3 separate regions of the Mus musculus genome follow, and regions 2 and 3 are each linked to region 1. Evidence: chromatin contacts called from public promoter capture Hi-C data. All regions are on one chromosome and are shown on one strand. The core of a region is the stretch at or near the end of the contact, and the rest is flanking DNA. Distances in the headings are between cores, read along the strand shown.

The links. Promoter capture Hi-C pulls out the DNA fragments that hold promoters and counts their contacts.
Region 2: a promoter capture Hi-C map of pre-B cells shows a contact between it and region 1, with 8 times the contacts expected there. The contact joins the promoter of Sec23a here to the promoter of Mbip in region 1. A contact is called at or near these places in 9 of 39 promoter capture datasets (the 3T3-L1 cell line, the C10 cell line, cranial neural crest and 5 more), 2 of 484 Hi-C or Micro-C datasets (CD4 T cells and CD8 T cells), 3 of 115 datasets of contacts at active chromatin or transcription factors (astrocytes, large pre-B cells and thymic regulatory T cells) and 1 of 9 other capture datasets (liver).
Region 3: a contact with region 1 is called in a promoter capture Hi-C map of hippocampal neurons, with 6 times the contacts expected there. The contact joins the promoter of Pnn here to the promoter of Mbip in region 1. A contact is called at or near these places in 6 of 39 promoter capture datasets (the 3T3-L1 cell line, cranial neural crest, hippocampal neurons and 2 more), 2 of 115 datasets of contacts at active chromatin or transcription factors (astrocytes and large pre-B cells) and 2 of 9 other capture datasets (adipose tissue and liver).

What each region holds. Positions count from the first base shown.
Region 1 is chr12:56,344,596-56,348,531 of GRCm38.p6, reverse strand. It overlaps Mbip (MAP3K12 binding inhibitory protein 1), which reads left to right and starts at 2,638. Exons shown (of 9, transcript NM_145442.2): 1 at 2,638-2,860. The coding sequence starts at 2,732.
Region 2 is chr12:59,009,092-59,013,448 of GRCm38.p6, reverse strand. It overlaps Sec23a (SEC23 homolog A, COPII coat complex component), which reads left to right and starts at 1,432. Exons shown (of 20, transcript NM_009147.2): 1 at 1,432-1,603. It overlaps Gemin2 (gem nuclear organelle associated protein 2), which reads right to left and starts at 58. Exons shown (of 10, transcript NM_025656.5): 1 at 1-58.
Region 3 is chr12:59,064,136-59,068,282 of GRCm38.p6, reverse strand. It overlaps Pnn (pinin), which reads right to left and starts at 1,364. Exons shown (of 9, transcript NM_008891.2): 1 at 1,168-1,364; 2 at 433-504. The coding sequence starts at 1,280.

The sequences.
Region 1 (3,936 bases), core at 1,389-3,888:
GGCATTTGGGGGAGGGGTAAGGGAGATAGCCTAGATTTCATTTCTAGTTTCTGTCTTCTCAGTTGCTTCTTGGCATAAGCTTGCAGGACAGTAAGAACACTGTCTCTAATGCCAACTCCAACACTCTGAATCATTTCTGCTGAGCAGCAGATTTTCAGCAACCCACTTCATAAACTGTAATTAGTTTTCTATAAAAGGACAAATTATTCCCTTTCTAAATTTCAGTATTATAATTCTGCTATACATTAGTATCTATACATTTCTGTCTGCACTGAGTCCAAGGGAATCCACATCTTTTCATCTTAGAAAGCCTTCTACCTAAAATAGAAGTTTTTATTATAAAAGAAGAAAATAAGAAAACTATCTGAAATGAGCTCACTGGGTATCAGGAAGGAATACAAGATGTTATTAGACAGAAGAAGCAGTGCATAAAGGAGTTAACAAATTCTGACTATGGTGGGACATGCCTTTAATCCCATCACTTGGGTGGCAGAAATGGGTGGATCTCTGAGTTTGAGGCCAGCCTGGTTCTGGGAGTTCCAGGAGAGTCTCAGCGAGATAGAGAAACACTGTCTCTAAAAACAAAAACAATGGAACAACAACAAGAAGAAATCAAGTAAGACTTGGAATTTGGGGCTGGAGAAAGATCTCAGTGGTTAAGAATGCAACTGTTCGTTTTTGCAGAGGGCCAGAGTTTGATTTTAGGCTCCAGTGCTGGGCAGCTCACATCCCATGCCTCTGGCTTCCTTGGGTAATTGTGCATGAGCAGGAGTACTTGCAGTCACCACAAAGAAAACAGCGTGCAGCACCTTAATCATTCCCAAATGTGTGATAAAAAGTCTTCTACTTAGTTTTTTAAAAAAAATCTGATTTCATTACTTGGTACAGAACAAGGACTCTTAGACTCCACATTACAATTGTCACCCATTAACCAGAAACTCAGAGACAAAGTGTGTTAACATTGCGATGAATCGTGAACTTCTATTACAGATATGAGTGACTTGAATGAGAGGGTGCTTGAATCTTGTGAAGATTGTATTGTCAAACCTAAGTTTACATCTTTCTGCTAACAAGGAAACAGACCAGCTTTCTCAAGATCCTGTTAAGTCTGATAATACCAGAAGTCTCTGGATATAAGTGAGTAAAAGGCTCCTTAGACAGGTAAAAGGAGTTCTTTCATTTTTACTCTCCTTATCCTAGTGTCCCTTAATTCCTTATTTCTTCCTTTATTCAGTCTGCTCTCTAAGGATAGACTACCCATTAACTTCATACTTCCACTTCCTGTATGTTAAATGCACTCAACTATCATGAAGAAGAGTTTTAAATCGTTTGTTTGCTTGCTTGCTTGCCTGCTTGCTTTTCGAGCTTTGGTTTCTTTGTGTAGCCCTTGCTGTCCTGGAACTCACTTTGTAGACCAGGCTGGCCTCATAAGGGATTTACCTGCCTCTACCTCCCTAGTGCTTTGGGATTAAAGGCCTGAGCCACTGCCGCCAGAGTTTTAATTCTTTTGTCCTTTATCTTTTAAGCTTGTTTTAAAAATTTAATAGAGCCAGGCATGGTGGAGCATGCCTTTAATCCCAGCATCCGGGAGGCAGAGGCAGGCAGATTTCTGAGTTTGAGGCCAGCTTGGTCTACAGAGTGAGTTCCAGGACAGCCAGGGTTATACAGAGAAACCCTGTCTCAAAGGAAAAAAAAATTAATAGAACTCTACATTATAAAATTATAACTTTTTTCGCTAAAATAAAGCTATCTAATAATACCCAACAAGAGTCGATTTAGTTTTATATCCTAATTTTAAAGAGTGTGGTTACATGGAATAAATTGGTCTTTTCTTTCTTTCTTTCCTTCTTTCTTTCTTTCTTTCTTTCTTTCTTTCTTTCTTTCTTTCTTTCTTTCTTTCTTTCTTCCTTTTCTTTCTTGTTGTTTTGTTTTGAGGCAGGGTTTCTCTGTGTAGCCCTGGCTGTCCTGGAACTCACTCTGTAGACAAGGCTGGCCTCGAAATCCGCCTGCCTCTGCCTCCCAAGTGCTAGGATTAAAGGCGTGCGCCACCACTGCCCGGCTGGTTTATATTTCTATTGGATTTATATTGAAACAATTTTAAGGTCAAGTGTCCAGTGATTGCACTGAGAACCCGTTGCATGTCAGAACTTTGACATAAACTATTTTGCAGGTGTAGTCATCAATGTCGTTCTATGGTAGGAAAAAGAAGCATAATGTAGCCCTTGTGTTCTTTTTAAATTCCTCATATCAAACAGTCTTATAGAGATGAAAATGTTCTATCCAGTAACGATCATCCTGGGTCAAGTTTCTAGTAATTAGAAAATTGTAAAGCACTGCTCCATCACTAACCCGCAATCTTTTTCCAAGACAACTCGACTGTTAACATTTTAAATTTTAATAGCGGGACTCAAATTCTAACACTTAAGAGTAAGGCTCTGCCAACATTCACAGGGAGCATCTAAGAGCCAAGTAGGTTTCTAAACCAAGGTGGACCACAGAAAACACCACCAGACAGAAGGTCCAGCTTCACATACACAAGTTCCCTCGGAGCACAGCTATCCTTGCTCTTGATTGGTCTTCCTGTGTGTCTGTCACACACAGAGGGTGGGGCCTATCCTCAAGCTCTAAGTGAGACGCTCTAGTTTTACGTCATCTCAGTGCGACGAAGTCCGCGAGGGAGGGGTGGGGTGAGCGCTGTTCGCGGTGGTTGGGGGGCTGCTTTGAAGGTGTCATGGCTGCTGCTGCGGAGCTTAGTTCCTCAAGCGGCAGCGAGAGGAGCCTGGAGCAATGCTCCAGCCCCCTCCTCACCCGCGAGGTCCTCTGCGAAGTCTTTCGCTCCTTGCACACCCTGACAAGACAGGTAAGTGGGGGTGCGGCGGGGAAGGGGTGGGTGGGGAGGGAGAGCATCCCGGTCCTTGTCCCCTTAGTTCTCTCGGAGGCGGGGGTCGCGGAGCCCCGCTGGCACGGTGTGTGCCGCTGGTGTGCCGTGGCCGGGCTGTGACACCCGGAAGACCCTGGGCCCAGCTCCTGGGACCGGGAGATGCCAGCGGCACGCTTGATGGCCAAGGTCTGGAGAAAACTGGGGTCCTGGCGACGAAAGCTTGCCCAAAAGATGCCTAAAAGGTGATGAGGGTGAAGGAGGTTCCTGGCGATCACGGTCCTTTTGCCTCCAGTGTATTTATCGCAGAAACTCACTGGTTAATATGGCCTGAAACTTTTCCTAGCGCCATCCCCACTCCTTGGGGGGTGATTTACTCTGGGGTTTTTTGTTTATTTGTTTGTTTTTCTGTTTTTTGTTTCTCTTGCCATTTATTGCATCTCTTACTCTTTTAAACGGGGAGGGATATATAAGGATTTCCACAATTTCATTTGTAGTATACCTAAATTTTAGTGTGAATTGTTGGATGAGTTATGTGTGGCCACTTCTAACTACATTACGACTGTCGTGTAGCTTAGCTAATTGCTCTTTACAGAAAATGTCACAGTAAACCTGGATTTTAAAAACTAGGTTACACTTTACTAGATAGTCGTGATGTAAATGAGGCAATGTTTAAATAAGGAACAAAAGTATGTTTGCCTGCTTTTAGAAGAGTTTTGTGTCAAACATGTTTCCTAATTTGTTTGGGGACTGGTTATAGTGCTTGAAATGGACACAGCACACATTTATGTCAAGGGCAGTGGTACCACCAGTGAGAATAGGACATTTACCTGATTTGTGAGGATTATTTTTAAAATCCTTAGTTGGAAAACCTTAGTAAGTTTATTCTGACTGGCAAACTACTTGAGTTGTACATTCTGTTTGGTGTTACTGGACTTCGAAAAGTTAAAAAAAATTAAACTCAGTTGCTTGATAAGCAATTAGGAAAAAAATTCTTACAAAGTCTTAAGCACTTTCCTTATTAATATTTCAGTAGTAACATCTCAGATCTTTAAATA
Region 2 (4,357 bases), core at 183-2,682, 2.7 Mb before region 1:
CGCCCAGAGTAGGCACGGCGCAGGCGCCTAAGCGACCTCCGCCGAGGCCACCGGCTACAGGCGCAAGGGGGCGGAGCCACACAAGAAACCTGCTGGTTGCATCAAGCTTATGGCACCGGTGGTGGAATGTAGCGCTCGAGAATAATTCCTGGCAGAAGTGGTTCCTGAAGAGTTTCTAGGTCGCTCTGTCTAATCCCATTTTCTCGTCTAAAGCTTGGGTAGGCGGCAGGGACTGAGGATGAACTTTGAAATCTTTAATATTTTTAAAATTAATGAACAATATCGCTATAATCGTCATTTTTAGAGTACTAAAGCCTTTAACCATTTGTAAACACGTTACATTCGTCTAAATCTTACAACCCCTTAGGGTGGTGTCTTTCTGACTTCGCGGGGAACAGAGTGGATGAATGCAGAACTTTTTGTTTTGTTTTTCACTTTTTCGGATAGCATCTTAAAGTTTAGTTGAGGCTGTTCTGGAACTCATTAGGTAGCTCAAGGAGTCTCAAACTTGTAGTGATCCGATCCCCTGGCCTCAGCTTCTGGAGTACCAAGTATCACACGAGGATAATTTTTAGGTTTTTGAGACTGTCTCTTCTGTGGCTTAGAAGGGTCTACAGTTTGCAGTGTAACGTAAGCTGGGCTGCCTTTTTTTTTTTTTTTTTTTTTTTTTTTTTAACCTTGACTATTGAGATTACAGGCATGAACCATCACCACTAGCCGAGTGAGATACTTAAAAACTTTAAAATTACTATTTTGCGATTGCTTGTGGGTCGGTGAGGAGGTCAGAATACAACTTCTGGGAGTAAAGTTTCTTTTTCTGCCTTATGAGTTCTAGGCAAGTGAGGTCCCTGAGCCAAGCCTTCTCATTGGCTCTTGACAACACACAGACGAAAACCCAAAATTAGAGGAGAATCCGAGCATCTATTTTCTAGCGAATACTTCAAATAATTGTTAACTCGTGCTTCGTTCTTTCTCCTCTTTGGACACGGATACAATGTCAGGAAAAAAACTTGCAAGAGCCTTTTCTATATACTAGAAAACAAAAACAATCGTTCAAGCAAACAGTAGACGTGAAAGCTACATCTGGTGGTTAACATTTTTTTTCTTTTTTTCTGGGGCTAGCAATGCCCTAGTCAGGTATTTTAACCTTAATCCTACACACGGCCTCGAGCGGCCACATCCCACCCTTTATTACTCCGGTTACCTCCCTTCCTCCACCGCCCTGGCTATCGCATCGCTTCCTGCTAGCCCCGCCCCTTCCTGAATTGTCCCCGCCCTCCGCTTTGCTTGGCCGTCTTTCACGCTCGCCCCACCCTCTTTATTACTCCCGGTTCATCTTTTCCGCCACTCAACGCGCCCATTACCTCCTGCGCGCCCCGCCTCTTCCGGGACTGTTCCCGCCCCTTCGCTGGTCGCCCCTCCCCGCCTCCTCCCCTTTGACGTGGCAGAGGCGGCACCAGCCATGTTGTCCTGGCCCAGGCCCTCCAAGAGGCCGGGGGCGGGGCGGGGCCGCCCCTGATTGCGGTGCCACGGCTGCTACAGGGCTTTGGAGCGGACTGACGACTGTGCAAGGCGGAGGCTGTGGCCGTCACGGAGCTTCTAGGTAGGTACTGTGGTAAGGACTAGCGTGGCAGCCACCTCTGCTCCACCGGGGTCTTAGTCGGAGCTGGGAGGCGGGCGGCGGGCCGGAGTGTCAGGATTGTTGGCTCTGTCCCGGCTGTGCTCTCGCATAAGCAGCGGGGCGTGCCGGAGGCTGTGGCCCAGCGCCGAACCGAGATCGCTGAACCCTGTGCTTGTCATGGCGACGGAGCGCCCTCGTCTTTAGTCCTCTTAGTTTAGGTGGAAGGACCGTAGCAGGATGGAGACCGAGGGTCTGAGCATCTGGCTCTGCACCCACCCCCACCTCCTGGGTGACACGCTTTGCCAACCCTGCCCAAGGCTCCTGTGCCCTGGGGCCTCTAGGTTCGTTTCTTGACTGCCCAGGAGTGCCCTAGACTTTGAACCCAGGTGACTACATCACCTGTAATTCGGCCTTGGGCCTTATAAAGGTTAAAGAAAAAACCACCAGGTATAGCTAGTGCCTGGGGCCTTGATTATTAATGATCAGGTTTCAGAACTGAGCAATACCATGCACTGGGGCATTTATTCTGTCTGTAGAGCTTTACTGTTTGTGGGAGAGGAACAGGAAGAGGTAAATAAATCCATAGGTAGAGTAGAGTTGGAGATGTCTAATTCATCTCGTCAGCTAAACTTCTGTCCTGTCTTAACACAACCCCACCCTAAACCACGGATAGCTAGGCACATTTACTGAAAGAAATTTAAATTTAAATGTATACTAACATCTTCCTTCTTTCCAGCATCATCAGAGGGCCTTTGTTTTTTAATTGTTTCAATGACCAATTTTATTATTGCCCCCAAAATTCTCACATAACTGATGTGAAATTTGAAGGCCAGAGAAGTTTATTGCCCAAGAGCAAAAATTTGTTACTCAGTCTATTTCATTGGAAATTTTACAACTGGGCCTGGGAAGATGGCTCAGAAGTTAAGAGCACTGGTTGCTCATCCACATGAATACACACACATACACGGGCACAGAAACACACACTCACACAGAGAACTCACTACTGGCTTACAACCTCTTGTAATACACTTACACACACAGTGCCTCATTACCTATTTACAACGATTTGTAACACACCCACATACCTTTCATCTCAACCCCCAGCTCACTAGTGGTTAACAAGCAACTCCATTGGTAGAGGATCCACCACCCACTTCTGGCTTCCACAGGTACTGCACACACATAGTATACAGGCAGATACAGGCAAAACACCAATAGACAAAAATGAAATAAATATATATAAAAGAAAACTTGCAACTGAAATGTAGGGAGGTAAGGTGGTAACAGATAACTAATTTACTTAAAATTTGTATGTTTTCCCATTAGGAATGCATAAGGGGGTAAAAATGGAATAGAGAAAACCGATACTATGGGAAGCCTTTCAGGATGTAGGAAAGTGTTTGCTGTGTTATGATAAAGTGACATGAGGCTTTGACTCTATCAGGAGAAATTACTTAATTAAAATAGTCATCACTGCAATAAATTATTGAAAAAATGTGACTTTTTTTTAAAAAAATGGCCTTTTGTATCTTTATCACGTTTTAAGAAGATGAGTTTGTAAAATCTGCATTATAACAATATTTCAGGATGTGTGTGTGTGTGTATGTGTTTCAAACAGGGTCTTACTATGGCAGGTCTGGAACTGACAAGAGATCCATCTGCCTCTGCCTCCTACGTGCTAGGATTAAAGTCCTGTTCCAACAAGCTTGGCTCTATTTTTCGGCTAATGTTCGTATTGGATGATCAGGCGCTTGCCAAATAGATCATCACACTAAGGAGGTTTGTGACAGGACTTTGGAGGTGGGCTTTGTGATTCGAAGCGTGAACGGTTACTTTGGAAAGAGAAGGAAGCTGTGCATGACCATGTAGCTGGACAAAGTAAGAACAGGGTGCTGCTTGCTTCAGATGACTGCTGGGCAGTGAGAGTGCTAAGATGTTCAGTGAACAGCAGTGAGTGGCATTGGAGCGCAGAGAGAGGTTGAGAGAAAAAAACTGAGCAAGAGGGATGATACTGTGCTCACATATCACTCAGGTGACGCTTTGTTTGTCCTAATAAAATATGAGGGTGTGGAGTAGAATTCAGTCCAGGGGCCGGAGAGCTGGCTCAGCATCCAGAGCATCGGCTGCTCTTGCAGAGGACCAGGGTTTTTCTAGCACCCATGTTCTCACAGCTGTCTGTAACTCCAGTTCCAGGGAATCTGACATCCTCACACAGACATATACAGGCCAAACACCAGCGGACATACAATAAACATGAATCATTTAAAGAAGCATTCTGGATGGGGGTCCAGTACATAGCCTACTGTAGAAATTTCACCCTGCTGTTGCCTAAGTGTGAACACTTTCTGAATCTTTTAATAATCTTTCTCACTGAGAGAAAACGAAGGCAGTGGTTCTTAGGACCTTCTTCTACTTTTAAACAGTATTGAGGATCCAAAGAAAAACATGTTTACTTTTATATCCTAAAAAAAACAAAACCAAAAATAAAACAAGTATGTGAAGACTGCATTCTAACAGAGGAGGGGGGAGGGGAAGCAAAAAAGATGATTTTCATTCATGCAGTCATTTTCTTACGTATGACCTCTGTTCCTTCGCTCTTCTCCCACTACTTTTAGTTATGTTTCTTTGAGACAGGGTTTCATTCTGTCAACTGGTAGCCCAGGTTACAGCAATCCTTCTATCTTAGTGTCCCCTAGTGCTGGGGTTGCAAGCATGCACCACCATGCCTTTCTCTGC
Region 3 (4,147 bases), core at 115-2,614, 2.7 Mb before region 1:
GCAATGAGAAACATCCAACCTAAAGCTCGAGAAACATTAGCAGAAACTGGTATTTCTAGTCGACTAGAGAATTTAGTTGATTTCATAAAGAAGAAAAACACAAGTGAAGCAAACTTAAGCAAACAATTACATGAACAACACCCTACCACCAATTACATTCTTAGATGTCAAAAGCCTTAACAGAACTTAAAAACAGTTAAGTTTATATGAAACTGTCCCCCCCCCACCCCCACCCCCCAGTCAGGGTTTCTCTGTATAGCCCTGGCTGTCCTGGAACTCACTTTGTAACTTTGTAGACCAGGCTGGCCTTGAATTCAGAAATCCGCCTGCCTCTGCCTCCCAAGTGTAGTGCATATGAAACTGTTCTAATATTCTCCAACCTCTACTTTTGCAATACATTTATTAGAAACAAGGCAGTTATCATCTCCTTACCTTAGCAATAAGCTACCTCGTCCTCTACCTCCACCAGGACCAGAAAGGGCCAGCAATCTGGCTTGGATGGGCCTAAAAAAGAATTATAATCAGTGTAAAAGTCCTATGCAGACACATGAGAGGGCTTCATATACTTCCACACACTAAGGTACACACTACGTAGAAATGAACACAAATAATTCTAAAATGACCGTTTCAGATCCACTTCTTCGAAACCAAACATTAAAATCCTCTTTCTTGCTTCCCCAAGACCACCGTTACGAAAATATATGTATCTCGAGACTGCTACATATTAATAAGTCTGGGTCAGGTCCTATCTGCCAACCTCAAGGGAAGGACACCCAAGCCAGCAGGGAGAGGCAGCCACTGCTTCCCCCGGGGGTCTCCGACTTGACAAGGGTTCGGAGCCGCAGGGGTGGAAAGGGGCTTTGTACTGCAGTTCCGGGCCTGCAGCGCCAAGGGCGGGAAGCCGTGGTCTCGGCCTTCCCGGGGGCGCGGAAACCACGCCGGGCAGCCGGGCGGGCCTTCCTTCCATTCGCAAGCACTCGCACCCAGTGCCCTAGGCGCAGGCATGGCGTCTCCCCGCCTAGCCGAGCAGAGGGCTCGCCCGCCGCCCGGGAAACGGGCCCCTTGACCCCAGTCGGCCCACAAGCGGCCGGTTGCCCTCTGTCCCGGGTGCGCCCGGCCCCGAGGCCCCGGACCTCGCCAACCTCTGGGGTTCCGTCCGATCCGTACCTCACATCATTCGGGTCCCGCCCGGTGAGCTTGCGGATATTCTCGTCCACATTCTTGAGGCTCTCTTTGGCCTTCTCTAGCTGCTCCTGCAAAGCTCTCACGGCGACCGCCATCTTCTCTCTGCAGCAGGCTTCGCGACCGCTCTCCAGGCCGCGCAGCGCCGCACCGCGCCCGCCGCTCCACGCGGAAGGACTGACAGCCGGCCCCAGCCAATGATCGCGGGCTTCTTCTCGGGCCTGGACCACCCGAGGACCGGAAGGGGAAGAAGCTTGTCGATCCGTGATTCTGGACCAATGAGAAGCCGGCAAGTCACTCAGCTCCTCCCCTCGCCGCCTGCCGTGGTTGCGCTCCGCTGCTTGCGCAGAGCGGGGAGGGATTACGTCGGTGTGATAGATCCAATCTCGGGGGTCTGCAAAGGCATCCTCTTAAACTTGACATGTCGCTGACTTCATAGTGCGCCTAAACTCTTCCCATGGGACGGAAGAGGCTATACATCCTTTTTTTCCTTCCCCAAGAGGTTTAATCAGAAAAGGGCATGGCAAATAATGGCTGTTGCGCATGCCCAGAGTGCAGGGAGGCGCAGGCTGTCTTCCATTAGTGAACTGAACCACCAGGAGTCTTCATCCTAACAGCTAATAGTTATTGTGGACACTGAGAATCGCTTTGCGTGCCTTAGTCGTTAAAAACTAGAAACTTGAATGAGATGGTGCTTAATGATAAGGAAATTGAGGCTGCGGACCTAGGTCCAACAGGTCGTCAGATCTCGATGAAGAGGCAATTTATATTCTGATCCTGAGCAAAGTTGTTTCCAGCAGGGCCTAATGCCTGCGGGTATAATAGAGGGTCTGGAGAAGTTGCCAGTGGTTTCCTGTGTGTATTTTCTGGATTCCACTTTGCCCTACCCACAATGCCAATATGGACGCTGGTTTTGTACTTGACATAGAGGTACACGTTTTAGTTCGGAAAAATGTTACACAAATGCAAAGGTCAAATCCTTACAAGTTTTCTCCCTGAAAAGGAACAAGAATTTTTGTTTTGTTTTTAGTAACAGTAACTTGGTCTTATCCTGTATGCTATTTGTGTGGAGGCTCATAACTGGATAGGTGAGGAAGAATTTCATTATCTTATCAATGTTAACAGCACCTGTTATCTACAAAACGAATACCATGACAGCCAAGGATACACAGAAAAACCCAGTCTTGAATAAAACCAAAACCAAAAAGAAGAAGGGGGGAAGGGGAGGAGGAGAAGGAGGAGAAGGAGGAGGAGGAGGAGGAGGAGGAGGAGGAGAAGAAGAAGAAGAAATAGAAGAAGAAGAAGAAGAAGAAGAAGAAGAAGAAGAAGAAGAAGAAGAAGAAGAAGAAGAAGAGAAAAGTCAGGTGGTAACATGCCTTTTAATCCCAGCACATGACAGGTTGAGGCAGGTGGATTAGCCTGGTTTACAGAGCTAGTTCCAGGACAGCCAGAGAATCCTGTCTGGAAATACTTACTCCCCCTCAGAGAGAAGGGTGGGGAGGGGGAGAGGGAGAGAGAGAAAGGGAGAAAAGGAGAGGGTGACAGGAAATATCTTTGAAGAAGCTTGAAGGTGTATAGCATATTAGCAGGAAGCAATATAGAAAACCAAGATTTTTTCTTTGGTAAAAAGCAATTAAGTCTAAAAATTATTTAATTCTAATTGTAAACAAGGTTTCACTGAGTTATCTATACATAAAAGATAGGATCTTTTAAATTTTACTATTATTTTGCATGTATGGGTATTTTGCCCTCATGTTTATCTGTGCAACTACATGCATGTATGCATGATGCCCTTAGAGACCAGAAGTGGGGGGTGGGATCACTGGAACTGGAGTTACAGACAAGGTTAATGTTGATGCTGGGAACTGAACCCAGGTGTCCCCTCCCATCTATTTATATATTTATAATACATATCACACACACACACACACACACACACACACACTCAGGAATAAAATAAATGTTTGGCATTGGAGAGATGACCCAGTGGTTAATCTAACTGGCTGTTTTCCAAGAGGGCCTGAGTGTGGTTCCTATCGCCCTCAGGGCAGCTTACAACCACCGATAGCTCCAGTCAGGGGAACCCGATAACCTCTTCTCGCTTTCATGGCGAGCAGACACACGAAGAGTACATATATACACGTGCAGGTGAAATACTCATGCACATAAAATAATTAAAAATAAATATTTTTAAAAGATTATGAAACTCCTCCAGGCTGCTGTGAGTGATAGTGGGTCAGTGCCTTACATCTGTCCCTTCACGGCTGAAAGTCTCTGCTTTTGTTCCCCAACTTCTGCGAGTCCACACCCATACCAGCATGCGTGGCTTTTAAGTGGAATGTTTAGGTTTCCTTTATATGACGAACGACATAAATGAATTTAAATATTAGAAGGGATTATTAGGAAAACAAGCAAATCCATGTAGTGGTAGTTTTAAACAATGATTCCAAGTTCCTTGGAGAGATGTGCCTAGGCAGATTATGTTCTTTAAAGTTTATCCTTCTCTTTCTTTTCTTCTCTTTCTTTCTTTCTCTTTCTTTCTTCCTTTCTCTTTCTTTCTTCCTTTCTTCCTTTCTTTCTTTCTTTCTTTCTTTCTTTCTTTCTTTCTTTCTTTCTTCCTTTCTTTCTTTCTTCCTTTCATTACCATTGAGGAAGCTGGGATAGGAGGTCCTACGGCAACCTACAGAATAAAGGATATTTCTTACTTCTGTAGACTTTAGAGCAGTGGTTCTCAACCTTTCACGGGGGTTGCCTAAGACTATTGGAAAACACAGATATTAACATTACAATTTATAACAGTAGCAAAATAATTTTATGGCTGGAGGTCCCCACAGCATGAAGAACTGTACTTAAGGGTTATATCATTACGAAGGTTGAGAACTAGTGCTCTAGAGGAGAGGGGTCCCTGAGCTTAGCAGTTTAATGACGGTACTAAATAGAATATAAGGCCACACAACTCAGGTTG